Regions from separate parts of the Mus musculus genome. Here region 1 is linked to region 2. A link is a contact called in public HiChIP or PLAC-seq data. All regions are on one chromosome and are shown on one strand. The core of a region is the stretch at or near the end of the contact, and the rest is flanking DNA. Distances in the headings are between cores, read along the strand shown. Region 1 has its middle 35 kb from the start of Gm40112. Region 2 holds the start of Ngf (nerve growth factor).

Evidence for each region. HiChIP or PLAC-seq counts read pairs in DNA pulled down with a chosen protein or histone mark.
Region 1: a contact with region 2 is called in an HNF4G HiChIP or PLAC-seq map of pancreatic cancer cells. The contact joins the enhancer-like site here to the promoter of Ngf in region 2. A contact is called at or near these places in 5 of 39 promoter capture datasets (the HPC-7 cell line, the SN4741 cell line, frontonasal cranial neural crest and 2 more), 2 of 484 Hi-C or Micro-C datasets (embryonic fibroblasts and nephron progenitors), 4 of 115 datasets of contacts at active chromatin or transcription factors (the NIH/3T3 cell line, embryonic fibroblasts, heart atrium and 1 more) and 2 of 9 other capture datasets (adipose tissue and liver).

Annotation. Positions count from the first base shown.
Region 1 is chr3:102,657,286-102,661,810 of GRCm38.p6, reverse strand. No RefSeq gene overlaps it. Among named protein-coding and RNA genes, the nearest start is that of Gm40112, 35 kb to the left of the region's middle. Within about 2 kb of position 2,235, at least 32 of the 459 cell types and tissues checked have an H3K27ac peak or open chromatin away from gene starts, as enhancers often do. A contact at or near this core is called in pancreatic cancer cells, where this site is marked.
Region 2 is chr3:102,468,195-102,472,548 of GRCm38.p6, reverse strand. It overlaps Ngf (nerve growth factor), which reads right to left and starts at 2,630. Exons shown (of 3, transcript NM_001112698.2): 1 at 2,589-2,630.

The DNA.
Region 1 (4,525 bases), core at 986-3,485, 190 kb before region 2:
TTCTCTTCTTCCTCTTCCTTTGTCTTTGTTTTTTTTTTTTTCCAAGACAGGGTTTCTCTGTGCAGCCCTGGCTGTCCTGGAACTTCCTCTCTGTAGACCAGATTGGCCTCGAACTCAGAGATTTGCCTGCCTCTGCCTTCCAAGTGCTAGGGTTAAAGGTGTGCGCCATGACCCAGTGATTCTTGGTTATTTTAAGCTTCCTTTTCTCTGCGGGTCACAGCTACCTGAGTTGAGAAATTTTGGTCATAAAATGACGCATAAATCCTGGCCCACGGTGGTTGTTGCTCTGTAAGATTATAGTTCGGCTTTCCTCCAAGGCACTTGGTGAGCTTTGCTGTCTCACAGAGGAAAGTAGCTATGTGCTTCTTTCCTTCTTAGACAAGGGGGAGGGGTGTGCCAAGATCCATCTGGGAAGCAAGCGACTGCTCAGGTGCAAGTAAGAACCCTCACGTAAAGATGAAGGCCAGATCCATATTCTACCAGCCAAGAGAATAGTATGAACATATATATAAAACCTGGCCGTCTTCCTATACACAGTGTGGCCTGAGGCAAGCTTATCTCTTGGAGATCTTGATCATACCATCTGAGGAATAAAAACCACAGTGCAGCCTCAAGTGGTGCCTGTACAGTTGAAATGAGATACAGTAATGACTATAATACCATATGAATACACTAATACCAACATGTAAGGATTTAACCAAGTGGCTCCAAGGGAACAGCTCAATGTTCCATGCCACTGGAAAGCTCTCCCGTCACAGTGAACTCTCTCTTAGTTGATTGGAATGACAGTGTAGGGGTACGGTTAAGGCCTGGCCTGAAACAAACCCAACCAAAGTCCATTCGAAGGGTTTTTGAAATCTTTAGACATATTTTATAGGAAAAAATCGCTGGTTATACATATTCCTATCGCAAGTAACAGATGCAATTGTAAGCAAGATCTCAGAGGAGAATCAATTTTAGGCCATGAATAAGAACTTTGCAGAAGAAAAAGAGTAATGCGTTTGAAGTTAAAAATCCATCCCTCCTTTCCCCTCTCCATGCCTTCTGTGTCTCTGTCACTTCTTTCTGTGGCATGTAGTGACATCCTGGGATTGACTTAAAAATAATGCCAAACAACATCCACAGAAAACTGTGTTGACACTCTGGAAATGGATGTCTGGTAATGCAGAAGATGGATCCGGGGAGACCCAGGAACTCACACTAAAGGTAAAGATGAAGAACTTGGAGGAGGACATTTTATGAGTACAGGAAAAACCATTTCTGAAATAGTATATGATTGTAGGTACTCTGTGACTCAGACATTTTCAGTCATATTTTTTTTTCAATGTAAGTGGACATTTAACTCTTTCATCTACTGCCTTCCATGCTTGAGGGCTAACACCGGGGAGAGCACCTTCTGGGTTCTAAGCCCTAGGGACTCAGGAGTGAGTGGGTTTTCTCTCAGCCCCACTTCTCAGGTAAGCTTTATCTCCCCTTACCATGGACCCACTGTTTGGGCTTTCCTGGTTATGGCTTGGGGAAGCAGCTCCCGTCTCCCCATCTCACCTCAGCTTTCAATTTACCTGTGGAAGGCACAGATGCTAAGATTGTCATTCCTGAGCAAGTCTGTTCATAATATCCCAGGAAGGTGATCCAGACAGACACGGGTTAGGTTGGGTCTCATCCCTGGACTGCTCAGCTGTGACCACATTTTACCTGTTCCGCTTGACTTGTGTGTGACTGGAAACACAGTGGACATTATTAGAGACATAACATTTGGTGTGTGTGTGGAGGAAACCAACATTTACAGGTCTGTGTATGGTAGAAGATGGGAGGGTTTTGGGCAGTGAGTAACATGTGAAGATGTGCATTTGGTTTTCCTGTGAGGAATGACATCATTGGCAAAGACTATGAATAGACTTTCAGAAGAGTGTATGAGAGGAACCAGGGATCTTTTGAGACCCTGAAGAGTTTTGAAATAGACAGTGATGGCCCGCAGTGAAACTATGTTTCCTGCCAATCTTCTAGGAACTGACAGAAGCTGAAGACAGCAGAAGGAAGAGGGGGCAGTTGGTGGATGAACTCTGAGGAGAGATGAACACACTCAGACATAGCTGGTGGAGGGGTTTCCCGTCCTGCGCCCTGGCTTCCCGTTTGTGGAAAAACATTCTCTCTGGAGTCAGACAAGCATAGAGAATCTCTGACAAGACTTAATGGTGACAAAATGTGAGGACTCATGAGTCACCCTGGCTGGTGCTGTCTGCTGAATGTGTGGGCCCAGATGCAAACACACACCTTACACAAGGGCAGGCTCACTGGTTAACAATGACTCAACAGAGGTGGTACAGATAAACGGGATGACTCACAAGTTCAAATTCTGCAGTTCCTTCCTGTGGTTGGAGGACAGGTGATTTTCAGAGTGATCACCTCCGAGGGCCACTTTCTCCATGTCTTATCTTTAATTCTCCAGGTCAGTTCAGCCTTTTGGGACATCTGTGCTAGAGATTAGGCCAGCCATATTAGGATCTTAGCCTGTTAGTCGGTTTTCTCTGAGATACCCGTCGTCAGCTTCTTTATTCTAATTGTTCATCCACAACTTTTCTATTCTCATACATGCATGTGGGGTGCTGGGGTGCCTGCCTGAGGAGTGATACAGATTTGAAGTGCCTCTGAGGGCTGTCCGGAACTTGCTTTATGTAGAATTTGTTTCAGTTGGAGACTCTTCAGCCCTCTGCCTCCACGTGCGTATGTGTGTGTGCATGTGCATGTGTGCATGTCTAGGGCAACGGTGTAGTACCAGCAGGGAAATATGGCCCAGAAAGTCCTCGGACCTTTCTCACTCTCACTTACTAATCATGCCGAGCCTTGGGCAGGATATTTGACTGCCATTTTTCTCACTTGTAAATTAACCTCCTCTATGAGGGTGATAGAAGAATAAATGTGACATTTCTGTAACATCTCTGTCTGGAACATCACACACCAAGTTGTGCTGATTGAATTGGCATGATTTCCGAGGATCCTTTTCTGGGTGGTGTTTCTACGCAATATCTGACCAGGGCCATGACTGCTGGCGTATGAAGGCCTCTCTAGAAAGGGATCATTTTCCTTGTCCCCCTAATGTGACTCCAGCTGACCGGCCTATGGTTCTGAATATTGGATACAGGTTGTTCTCTGCAGGAGGGTCCCCGGGCTGAAGGATCGTGGACTCCATGCGTGTTCCCTCCACCTTTCTTGGGGCTTAAGACCCCGTATTTTGAGCCTCAGAGAACCTGGCATAGCATGTGTTGCTCATCCAGGATCTCACCTGGGACTGGAGAGAGTATAAAGTTACTCTTGCCTGAGCCACACTGCCTTTGCATACTCGGCTTCCTCCCTCTGAAGCAGTCTTCTCACATCTGGAGCAAACCTTAGTCATTCTTTAGCAGGCTGCTCATTGCAAAGCATTTTCTGGCCATGCTCAGGGAATTCCGTTGCTCCCTTTTCTGTGTACCCCAGCTCTGTGCTGGTGCCTATGTCTAAGCTCCTGTTAGTTACCTGCGGCTTGGGACTGTCAAGGCTGTTCAATTTCATCGGCTCCCCTGCTGGTTCTGTTTTCTGCATTGTAAAGTCATTCTCTTGGTTCCCAAGGGCACTCTACTTTCTCTGGCCCCAAGCTTGTATACATGTCAGTCCCTCTTCTGACAGCCCTGCAGACGACCCCTGTCCCGTGCGTCCTTGGCCTCAGCCTGTATGGAGAGCTTCTATGGGGAATGTTGCCAAGCATGTGCATCTAAGGTGGTATTCCCGTGGATTCTGTGGTCCCATGGATTCTCTTAGTCCCTGTCACGTCTCTGCCACTGCATCACCTGCCTGGCTGGACTGTGTGTGAGGGAATGGGATTCTGTGGCTTGCTCTACGCTACATTCCAGATTCTGGCACTGGCCTAGAGTAGCCACTTGCCACATCGATTTTCATGTCCGTTTGTTTCTTGCCAAAAAGTGTTAGCTCCTTGGAGAGGAGCCGATCTCCATGCCAAGCCTGTCTCCAGTGTCACTGTGGGCTTCTCACTCAGGCTGACTTATGCCATGGACTCCTAGGCCCCATTACAGCAAACTCCAAACTTTTTTTTTTTGCCATCAAATTTCTTTTTTTAGCATCAGAGAAGGAAGAAGATGGCAGAAGTCCCAGAGACCTGGCTCTGTGCAGATTGCAAAGGCTCCTCCATCTCTGGCAGGTGGTCCTGCCTGCCTTCCTTCCCTTCTTCTCCTCTCGTCCCTTTGCCCTGCCCCTCCCCACCTCCCCAGCTGAGCTGTTACTGGCAGTTAATATTTCTGAGCTTTTCTGAAGGCTGAGAGGCGCTCTGGCCTCGATGGAGAGTGTGGATCAGTTTTGTCCAGGCATGGGCCTGCCACGCTTAGTAACTGTTCCCTCAAATCTGGTCACTGCCAATCTGACTCTGCCTTCTTCATTTGATCAATATGTCGAGTGCTGGGGTCAATGGGAGTTGTCCCATGGGTTCCTGGCTCATTTATTAAAAATGTGGAACAATTTAAGCTCTTGCTGCACT
Region 2 (4,354 bases), core at 1,381-3,880:
ATCCCAGGAAAGGGTTAGGAAGGGTCTTTCTTTCCTCTTTATTTATCTGGCTGACGTCACTATGACATGACACTAATTCCCTCAGAGTTAATCTTAGAACTAGCTAACCGTGAGAGCAACAGTACACAAGGTCAGGCGTGCCAGTCAAATGGAGAAAAGGGACACTCTCTGTAAACACAGGTCCTTTGCCCCTCAGACAACCAGAGATTTTGTATACATCCTCAGCAAAACCTACTTCATCACACTGGAAGGCCTGCTAAGATACTGAGGTGCTTGGCAGTTCTTATTTGGAGAAGGCAAATGGCCAGGTCCCTGGCTCAGCCTGTTACTGCTGTGTGGGGTCTAGGCACCGCTTCGTTGCATGCCTGGGCTCTGTTTTTTTGCAGTTCTGAGGCCCTGTGCTCCACAAGTGAGCAGCTGTCATGCTTAGCACTTGGTTAGAAGTATGTGATTTTCTCATCAGCTCAATCTCAGTAGCGATGAGAAACTTCCCTGGGGCTCCAGCCCTGCCCTGCCCTGCCCTGGTCTCCATGCTGATGTTGGCAGCTGGGGCCCCCTTTCTGGTCCCAGCACAGAATTCTCCCTGGAGGAGAATGGAGTGTGGTGCCTCATCCTTTCCTCCCACTGCCCTCAGGAGGCGGGGGCTGTAAGGTGGGTGAGAGGAGAATGTGAGAGCCCGTTCTTTGCTAAAGATTAAAAGGAAAGAACTGAGAGCCACCAGCATGAGGATGACTGTCCTGAACAAACTCAGCTCTGCAAACTTTTTGATATGCAGGTGGCTATCCAGGCATGACAGTGAGTTTGGCTGACTATTAAACCTTCTGAGTCACTGTGATAGTCTGTCAAATCATGTGTCCCACACCACAGAGACCCTGACCTCTGACACCTGGGACCCTTAACATTTTCTTGGGATGAGGGAAAGTGCAGAGATGTGTCATTAACCCCATCCTCTTTCAAGGACCCAGCACAAGGGACAGTCAAGTCTTCTGCATGTCATTACCAGCCATGCTGGCCTCATCCCCCAGACCACATTCTCCTCCAGCTGCGTGTCCCCTGTGAACCTCTGGGAATACCATCTATGATGAGTTAGTAATTCAGGTTGCCAGGCTGACACATGGCTTACTCAGCAGACGAAAACCGAATGTGGCCCGTGACTCTGGAGAGAGGGGAAGTTTCATTTGGTAGAGAACTGTTACACTGGCCAAGCAGGGTGGTAAGGGCGACTGCACTGCCCTCTGAACTGCTGGGAGAGGGGCAGGCAGCCCTTTTCATCAGTTATAACTGAGTTTCAGGAGTTCGAGACCCTGAGGAGACGTTATGGATGGGACCTCTGTGGCTAGTTCTGAGTTTGCAAAGTTCAGCTGGCCATGCCTATGGGGAGAGTAGACTGGTACTGCCAGAGAGGACTCTGGGAGGATGGGGGCAATACATCAAATGGCTTTTCTCCAGGGTTTCCATTGGCCTCCCATGATAGATGGGGGCAGAGGCACCCAGGAGAGCAGTATTTTTGGTCTGCAGCTGGGAACGTGCACTGAGTTTTCCTTAATACCCACAGCACCCAAAAGACTTCGTAGTAATACACTTTAACGCACGAAAGACCCATAAATTATCCTTCAAACTGCACAATTTCCAGTCTGGAACAACTTGGAAAAACCAGCCTAACAAGCAGGCTCTTCTTGACTCTCTGAAGTAAACCTGATGAGAAAGGTCAAGCCAAAAATCACCTTCCTTATGAATCTCAGAAAGTTTTAGGAAAGCAAGAGCATTGTAATCAAACGGTGCTAAAGACGCCTTATGTTTACATTGGATTCAAGTTTCAACACCCTGACCCCAGAATCCTCTCTCCCTCCCCTGCAGCTTCTCTGCCTGAACCCAAGAGCGACCGCTGCCCTTCCCAATCCCGGGTGCCAGCCTCTGCCACACCTGGCAGCAGACAGCTGAATGTACTGGGTGACCCAAGCAGTAAGGCTATGCCTTGGGATGCCCAGCAGGCCCCACCGAGGACCCTGGTGCTCGGCACTTGGAACCCAAGCTTCCAGAATCAACCCTTGGTACCCACAATATTACACTCTGAACCCTGCTACAAACACCGAGTCTAGATCACCCTGGCTGACAGTCCTCTTACCTAGGAGCAGAGAGGCGCTCTTGGGTCTGTGAGCACTGCCCAGTCGGCGTGCTGTGCACTCGCCCTCTACCGCGCGCGGGCTACTGTTCCGCCACCCCAGCGCGCTCGCAGCGCGCGCATCCCTCACTCCAGGCTCTCTTGAGCGCTGTCCCCTTCTAGCCTGAGAGCTCAGGCTGGGCAATGCAGCTTCTGCAGGCGCCAGTGTTGACTTTGGTACTTCTGGTCATCCAGGAACAGGGAATTTCACGACCAGGGAGACCCTCACTCCCTTCGCTTCCCTTGCGTGCCCACGATCTCGTGTTCCTACATCTACTCGGGACAGTTCTTTCAAGGGTGCGCTTCAGCCCACAAAGATCTAGCTAGACAGGGATCCAAGCACACCGTCCCAGGGAGCCCGGCAACCCCAGTCCGCCGCACCGCGTTGCACCCGTATCGGGGCTCGGCTCAGAGAAGCCTGACTCACCGATGCGCTCCCCTCCGGCTCCAGGCGCTCTCTGCCGTGCTGGAGCACAGAGCTTCTTTAACAGGCTTCCTGACTGTATTTAGCCCCTCCTCCAGGCTCGTCACACCCTCTCCAAATCCTGCCCCCCACTCACCCGACCCCTCCCTCTCTGGCCAACTCCAATCCCAGCCCGCACCTGCTGTGACTAGACCCAGGGGTCCGGGTTGTAAGGGTCCTGGGGACAAGGGATGGATAGCTCCCGAGTTGATGGGACATAGCCAGGAAAAGCCAGTCAGGGAAGAATTCAAAACCCCTGGTTTAGATGAAAATGCATGGTGGGGGGAGGTCACAGATGCAGAGAGAGATTTTCTAGGGCACCAGGCAAGGTAGCTGGCTCCAAACACCAATGGGCAGACAGGCTGAGCAGGGCTGAGTTGATTGGCTGAGTTGGAGTCCCTTTACCTCTTCCCCTGGCTCACTGCCTTGCTAGCCTCCTGGGGTGACTTAGTCTTCTTTGGTGGCCAGGATATCAGGTGTTGCTATCTCTGCAAATCTGAGAGCTGAAGGAACACTGAGAACACCCACAACACCGGAAACTCCTGGATTGGCCAGTGCCAGGGGTTGCTCTGAAACCAGGCAGAAGCAGAATTAACTAGAATGTCAAGACAGAGGTATATCTGCCTGAGGTCAAAGGAAGAGGACCTTAGGTGTTCAGATTACCCCAACTCCCACTCCCACTGCCAGCCTTAGCACTGGCATTGCAGGGGCCTCCCAGGAGAGCTGGTCCCTTGGAAACTGTAGATGGAACTGTGTCTGTATGTGCTCCCTGCGTGTTTCTAGATCTGGGGTCCTAGGGCTTCTGTCGGTTTTTAGGAGTCAGTAAACACAGACCCAGGAGAAAGCCAGGCCTTCTGCACCACCCCAGGGCTCACCTCAATTCTCTCTCACCTCTTTTGTCTACTTACTTATGGTGGGGGGTCCTCAGTTGGCCCTCCAGAATGTCTTGGATCTGATAGATTCAGGAGCTGATGGGGTCTTCCCCGTTTGACCTCCCCTTCCTCTATGGTGTTTACACCTCAGCTTCAAGGGAGAAATATGCCCTAAGTCAGCTTTTTCACCAAATGTGCACTAACAATTGTAATAAAATTCTATGGATTTTGGAAATGAACACACACACACACACACTTGTGTGAAATGACTTACTTCCTTCGGAAAGACATGTTCTATGCCCCACCCCCACCTTCATGAATGCCACAGGAAGGAATGGATGCAGGAAAGTGAGTGACAGAGGGAAGGTAAGGTACGAAGGTGACACCTTAGTCTAGGCAAGAATCATGCTCCATGAAGTTGGGATGGAGTGAGGCCCAGGTGGTCCTTTTTCCCCATTGAAGGTCACGTGGGAAGGAGAGGACCTATTGATGTATTTCCAGTCCTCTGAATTTCAACTTCCCTTTGACTTTGACTTTGTCCCCACACCTACCATCATGCCATTTCAGGTACTCTGGGGAGGATGAAGGAAGAAGAGAGTGAACTTTTTTTTTCCTTGTTAATGCTCTGTGAGGTCCAGGCTGGTGGATGAACACACATTAGGAGTAAAGGTGAGAGACCAGGCAACACCAGAATAGCAGAAAACAGAGCTGACATCATGGCCATGATGCTCTGTGAGGAAACTTATCACTGTTAATGAAAAACTAACAATTACCAGATAATAGGATACATTTCTCCATTAATCATTTCACATATAACACTGTATTTTTTTTAAAGCACAAGCTCAAATAATAACTACC